Regions from separate parts of the Danio rerio genome. Here region 1 is linked to region 2. The links are chromatin contacts, called in public HiCAR-type maps. All regions are on one chromosome and are shown on one strand. The core of a region is the stretch at or near the end of the contact, and the rest is flanking DNA. Distances in the headings are between cores, read along the strand shown. Region 1 has its middle 19 kb from the start of caprin2. Region 2 has its middle 22 kb from the start of wu:fc23c09.

Evidence for each region. HiCAR-type assays count read pairs that join an accessible place to other places.
Region 1: a contact with region 2 is called in a HiCAR-type map of caudal fin, with 5 times the contacts expected there. The contact joins two enhancer-like sites. A contact is called at or near these places in 1 of 18 Hi-C or Micro-C datasets (caudal fin) and 1 of 4 datasets of contacts at active chromatin or transcription factors (caudal fin).

What each region holds. Positions count from the first base shown.
Region 1 is chr4:17,196,628-17,199,955 of GRCz12tu, forward strand. No RefSeq gene overlaps it. Among named protein-coding and RNA genes, the nearest start is that of caprin2, 19 kb to the right of the region's middle. Within about 2 kb of position 2,079, at least 23 of the 62 cell types and tissues checked have an H3K27ac peak or open chromatin away from gene starts, as enhancers often do. A contact at or near this core is called in caudal fin, where this site is marked.
Region 2 is chr4:17,058,727-17,062,098 of GRCz12tu, forward strand. No RefSeq gene overlaps it. Among named protein-coding and RNA genes, the nearest start is that of wu:fc23c09, 22 kb to the left of the region's middle. Within about 2 kb of position 1,950, at least 3 of the 62 cell types and tissues checked have an H3K27ac peak or open chromatin away from gene starts, as enhancers often do. A contact at or near this core is called in caudal fin, where this site is marked.

The DNA of each region.
Region 1 (3,328 bases), core at 829-3,328, 140 kb after region 2:
GCTGCGTTATGCTGGGAATTTAAGAGGAACTATTTTGCACACAGCCTTTCCCCGCTAAGGAATTTTTTTTTTCTTTTTTTTTTTTTTTGAGAATGTCAATGAAAAATAGAGAAGTAAACACACAAGCGCCCAATGACAACTCAGTCTAAAATGCTGACAATAGAAGATCCAAGTAAACAAGCATTTATGCATGAGTTTTAATCGATTTACTTCTCTAAATATTAGCTTTGTGCACAGTACTTGGTCTGTCGCCGGTCCAATACACATCGCAAGCCTATCAATTGTCGCAAGTGCTTTTAATGGAATGAAATTCTCAAATCTCTTTACTCACTCCTTATTACAAAGACGCAAGCCATAAAAATAGTTTTTAATTACAAGCATTTGTAAAAAATCACTACAGCTTTGGAAATATCGTAGCCTCTGTGTTTAGGATGGCGTTTATATTCATGTTTGCAGACACAAACAATGTATTTTTCGCATAAGCTTGAAGCAATATATGGTATAAGAAAAAATCTGCACTGTAACAGATGTAGTACTGGCAGGTCATGACCTATTTTCTTGACCTTTTTAGCACATGAATGTGTAAAATAACAAAATAAATTGGTTAGGAGACAAATAAATTGAAACATTTCAACATCAAATGTTTTCAGAGCAGAAACGAAGGTTCCATAATGCAATATAGGAGCAGCACAGGACAGCTAATGACCCACCTCTTAAAAATTTCGAAACACCATCTCGGTGTGGCTAAATATAAACTTTGTAGAGTAAGTAATGCAATATAGACCATTTTGAGGGATGTAAACGAAAACAATGGTTCTAATGTATTTATTGTACAATTTTAATGTCTATAGCTTCCGAGAATCTAAAAAGAGCCACACATTGATAAATAATGTTATGAGAGCTGTTTAACTTTTAAGTTATGATTGAATTACCTCTTGTTACAGTTCGATAACAAGAAATTTCAATCTGGAGCTATTGGATGTTGATTAACCAATAATTTTGACAATAAATTAATACTTTCAGCCACTAATCATACATTCTACAAGCAAAATTTTACTTTAAAAGGTTAACAATATAATATCAGCAGGTCAAGTGACCTCTTAAAATAGCCGCCTCCATGAGGGGAGCCTCTGCATGTAATGTAATACTTTATTACGCTGCTAATCTGACTGGAAAGACTTGTTAATGTACATTATTTCAAACATTTTCAAAAGTACTATTAATGTCAGCTGTAATTGAAAACATTTAGAAACAAGGCAAGGCAAGATGACACTAGGCTACTAAATTACACATGATTGACAATACAAATTTCTGAAACAGGGCCAGGAGTGTTGAATGTTCAAGGACAAGTCATTAAACAATGACCCGCTTTGTACATTTGTTAAGAGTAAACACTGACTAAATACATTCAAACAATCTTCTAATGACACGGTCACCTGCTCTTTTGTTCACCAACTACACCTAGTTTCTCGCAGGAAGGACGTTGTGGCGGATGACAAATTACTGACATTAAGTTTAAAGGCCGGAGACGGGAGAAACGGCTGTTTAGTCTCGTACATTTCACAGCTTGCGTGAATACAGCTAGTTGCTGTCTTCCACAGATAAATGACTTCCAGGTATTATTTTGCAGGAAAAACAAAATACAGATGAATCCAAATGGTCACGTTCACTTTATAAGTCTGTGTTTTGGTTTTAGATGGAAATCTCAGAGATACTCTTTCTCAGAATCGTATTTGTGACCACACTATGAACCAAAAGTTAGAAAAGCCTCAGGGTAAAATTTGAAACCGATAAAAGAGAAGTGGGAATTTTATATTTAGTCACTGTATCTGTTCCAGCATTCAATTCAATTCAATTCAATTCATCTTAATTTCTATAGCTCTTTTACAATGTAGATGTGTAGCTTAACATAGAAGTTCTAGTCAATTGAAACTGTTCTGAGTTAAAGTTAGGTTTAATTTAGTTAATTGCTGAAAGTCCAAGCACTGAAGAGCAAATCCATCGATGCACAGCTCCACAAATCCTGCACATTTGCAGGACAAAGGATGTCCAGATGATGGCAGGCTATAAGACAGCTGATCATCTCAGTCATCCAGCGTTCTTAGGGAGCAGCAGTGGGTTTACATGGGACATGACCTAATAGAGGGTTAAACTAGGTTTAATGGGGGAGGGTGTTATATGAACAAGTCTGGGCAGGTCGACCGCAGACAGACTCGCCCTGTGGACCAGCAGGAGGTTACATTTCATTGAAAGGATTATAGCATGAGTGACAGTCTGCCAAAATTTTTGTTTGCTTCTGTCTTGAAGCATTAGTCCTGTAGATGTTTGTTTCTGCCAGCAACCAAACACTTTCTGCCAGAATTGCACATTTTTATTTTGCAATTCTGACTATTAATCTCACATTTGTGAGTTTATAGCTTATAGTCATCAGGGAAAAAAAGTTACAATTCCAAGAAATAAATACAGATTTTGCAAAATAAAGTCTTTGTGAGAGCCTTTAAACTTCTAATTCTATGAAATAAAATTGTAGTTTTGAGAAACGTCCAAAATTTGACATTTTTCAACATGCAGTTGTAATTTTTCTTGGCATTTGAAAAAAAAACAACAACTTCGAATTGAAAGAAAGCCAATAAACACTGCACTTTTCATGTAAACTAAGTAATTTCAAGAGAGAATAAACAAGATAGACTCAGAATTCTGACTTTAGATCTCATAATTCTGGGGTTACGTCTGTCAGCTCAGCCTTTATTTATATATATATATATTTATATATATACACCAACCCAGGCTTATACATTTCTGGAGAGAGTAAAAAAAAATAAGTCCCAGAAGCTACTCTTTTTTTTTTTTTTTTTTTTGCAGTTTTTGTTTTCGCTAATCCACCAGAGGCCGCCGTGTACGCTTTTTCAGATTTTAAATTTCTCTTACTAGTGCCATTCGCGCCTGCTGTTCTTGCGTAAATCCACCAGAGGCCACTGTGTACGCTTTTTCAGATGTTAAATTTCTCTCGCAAGTGCCATTTGTGCCTGCCGTTCTCATGTAAATCCACAAGAGGCCGCTATGTGTGCTTTTTCTGATCTCAAATTTTTCTTGCGAGTGTCATTCGCACCTGCTGTTCTCATGTAAATCCACTAGAGGCCGCTGTCAACTGACTGACTGACTGACCAACCGACTGATACCCCCACCTCCCCCTTCCCTAACCCAACCAAAAGTGTTTTAGAATGCACTTATTGACCAACCCACCCCCTTCCCTAAAACCAACCGCAGTGTTTTAAAAAGCCATGATTTTTACCATGTTTTATAGATTTTACATTAGATTTTAATTTAT
Region 2 (3,372 bases), core at 700-3,199:
CTGGCATAAAGGTGATGGTGAAGCTGAATATTAAAAGAATAATGCCAACATTAGCCTATATATAGGCCTGCTCTATCTACATTATGATTTTATGATTTAAATAATATTTAGTTATAAATTGAAAATCCTTTACTCACCCAGATTAGGCTACGTGTTTTTGTGGAGGAACGTTATTGAATCCACTGTGAATGTTTTTAGTGCAGTTCTGCGCTCACTGAGCACTCTTTCACTGCCGCTGCTACTGGCCGGGATGCATACTGTTCTGGCTAATTAAGAATGCTTTGGGTAGGATTGTTTGTTCATCTTCCACCGGCCAAGAACATCCAGAGAATGGTTTCAATGTAGCGAGTGACTCCATCATCTTCTCTTTCAGCTTTACTTGCTGTACATTGCTGTTTAGCGCTCTACTGTAATACGCAGTGTATGCGCGACTGCTGAAATACCTTGGTGGCTAGAATGACCGTTCTTTCAGAACAGAAGGCTGGCCTGACTGCAGCCAAAATTCGCTCTTTTTGACTTCTCCGTCATCATTTATTGGGATGGATTTTAATGTTGTAACAAACGATTTGACTACTTTCTCGTGCTAATCGAAATGCATTAGAAATAAAGCCCAAATCCACCTGAACCCGTCAAGTCCCATCGAGTTCAGGCAAAGATCTTCAGCTCTAGCTGATGCTGCTCATGGACTGATTACACCACACATATATACGACTCTGAGACTTTCATTGCTAAGTTTTATTTTACTGAACTGTGAACATTATGATGCATTTTCCTTGCCTTGCCTTCCGTGTTTGCTTTGTTTTTTTATTCTTGTCTGCTGCCTGCCTTCTGACTACTCGCCTGTTATTTTGACTACGAATCTGGATTTGCCTGTATACATCTGTTTGCCCCTGTGTTGACCAATGCTTGCCTAATCATCTCTCTTTAATAAACCCTGCATTTGGATCCTCAACTCCCTTGTCTAGCATCACTTCACATTACAATAATAAATTGGATAAAGTTTGTTATCAATAAACCCTAAAATAGTTATTTGATGCAAAAATAACACTGTAAAAGTATTGATTTTATACATTTTTTATTTTATTAATTTTTAATAAAAAGTAAAAAAAAAATGTATCAATTAAAAATATAGATTAATTATTATATACATTAACTTACAATTAAGATAAAAAATGACAGCATAAAAAAAAAGAAATTGTAATATTTATATGTACATTTACTGTACATAGATACATATACACAACTAACATTTAACTCAGCGACATAAACTATGACAAGTAAATACACAAACACACATTTTTATACAGTGCTTTGTGTGTGTTTTTATCATCATATCATTTCCCCCCTTAATACCTCTAAACTTTCATGGAAAACTTTATTGAGCCACTTTCCTTGTGTGGTCTCCACAGCCCAGCTGATCCCAGGTTTTACTATATTCTTTTGTGTCCCTTCAATTTAGACAAATCCAGACCCACACACGGAGTGTTCCTGTGGGCACGCGAGTGTGTTTAACTGCGTAGGCGACTTCCAAAGTTTACACACAACACATCATAACACACACTTACAACCAGATGTGAATAAAAACTACACAAACAAGCTTCTCCCACCCGTTTACTTTCCCAACGGCGCCCTGGAAAGAAATGAACGCAGCTCCTTAGATTAAAGTTTGTGTCGTTTGCATCTGCTGGAAATATTCAGGCCTCTTTTATGTGGCTCTGGCCTCCCACATCCTTCATTAGCTCTTTTATCATCCAGAAACGTAAAGTCTCAACTACTCACACACACTAATACACACATATAACAAGCATGTGTGAAAAGACATACCTCTAACATAAGAACAGAACAAGACCAGTCAAAACACTGCGAAAAACATGCAAATATCATAAAGGATATGTTTTCATGTGCTTGCTGTGTGTTTACATCCGTCTCACCTACATTGACCTACATTTACTGGAAGACAGTGTGAGTGGTTATTTTCCTGCTTACCGACAGTCACAGGCACTAACTACAAACTACTAACTACAAACACATATTACTGGCCAACACAGTCTTCTCTAATTAGGGAAAAAACTGTTTAGTTCAACGAGCAATGTGTGTTATGTAAGCATTGTTTGTGGTTTGAAGAAACGCTACTGTGCAACATATACCACGAATGCTATGGACACTTGTTTCTATCAAAAGGTTATTAAACTATTAATAATATTACTGATGCTGTGTGAAAAGTCATCTAGTTGTGAGATATGAACTATGTAAAGATATGTGCATGCTTCTTCTCAGAGTTTGCATGCTTCAGACACTGTTTACCATGGTGCATTGAGGTTTACAACAAATCTTAAATCCCTTACTTATCATTGTGTGTTGTGCACTCGGATAGGATGATCTCCTTTGTCCACTCGTAGGCTAAAGCATTGGCATATCATGGTTTATAAATCTATTCTGGGGTTACTCCCCTCATATCTCCGAACGTACACTGTAATAAATTCCCAGAATTTCACGACATGTTACTGTAATTTTCCACAGTAAATTACACTAGTGTCACTTTACAAGATTTAACTGTTAACTTTTACGCATTCAGAATTTTATTGTGAAATTAAGGCAGGCATCATGATTACAGTAAATTACTGTAAAAATTGCTATATCTTTTGCAAGTTAGGAATTCAAACACTATTAATTTTTTATCCAGCATTGAAATTAATACACATTAACACTTACGCTAGTAGAGGCACATTTTTGATATTTAGTAATATGTACAGAATTACTGTTATTATGAAGTACCTCACAGTACTTTACTGTGAATGTACATACAGTACCTTACTGTGAAAGTAATGCAATTAATACCCAGTTATTTACTGTAAATTAAGGTCATATATTTTACAGTGTACATTTGTAAAACTTGTAAACTTGCAACCTGTATCCAGCTATACTCTCCAGTCTCAGGAAGTTTTTTTATTGTCTGTTCCAGTGGTGTGTACTGAAATGGCGAAAAAGGCTTTTAAATATGCAACAACTTTTGCATGGAATAACCTATGAACAAGGTTGCCATTGTAAAGAGTTGGTTTCACTATTGCTTTTTCACACATGCTTTTACAAAGATTTGAAATGATTTGGAGTTTGAAAGTTCGACCTGTAGATGTTATGAATAGTTTTTAACTGTGATTGTATGCATGTTATAATGGATCAATGATATTACCTGTTATTTGTTTTTGTTTGTTTGTTTAAACCCATGTGAACTGTTTTATTTAGATTACAGCCTAATCTTGGCCAGGACGCTCTTCTAAAGAAGATATTTAAAACCATTGTGCTTTCCCTGGTAAAATAAAGGTTATAATAATAATAATAATAATAATAATAATAATAATAATAATAATAATA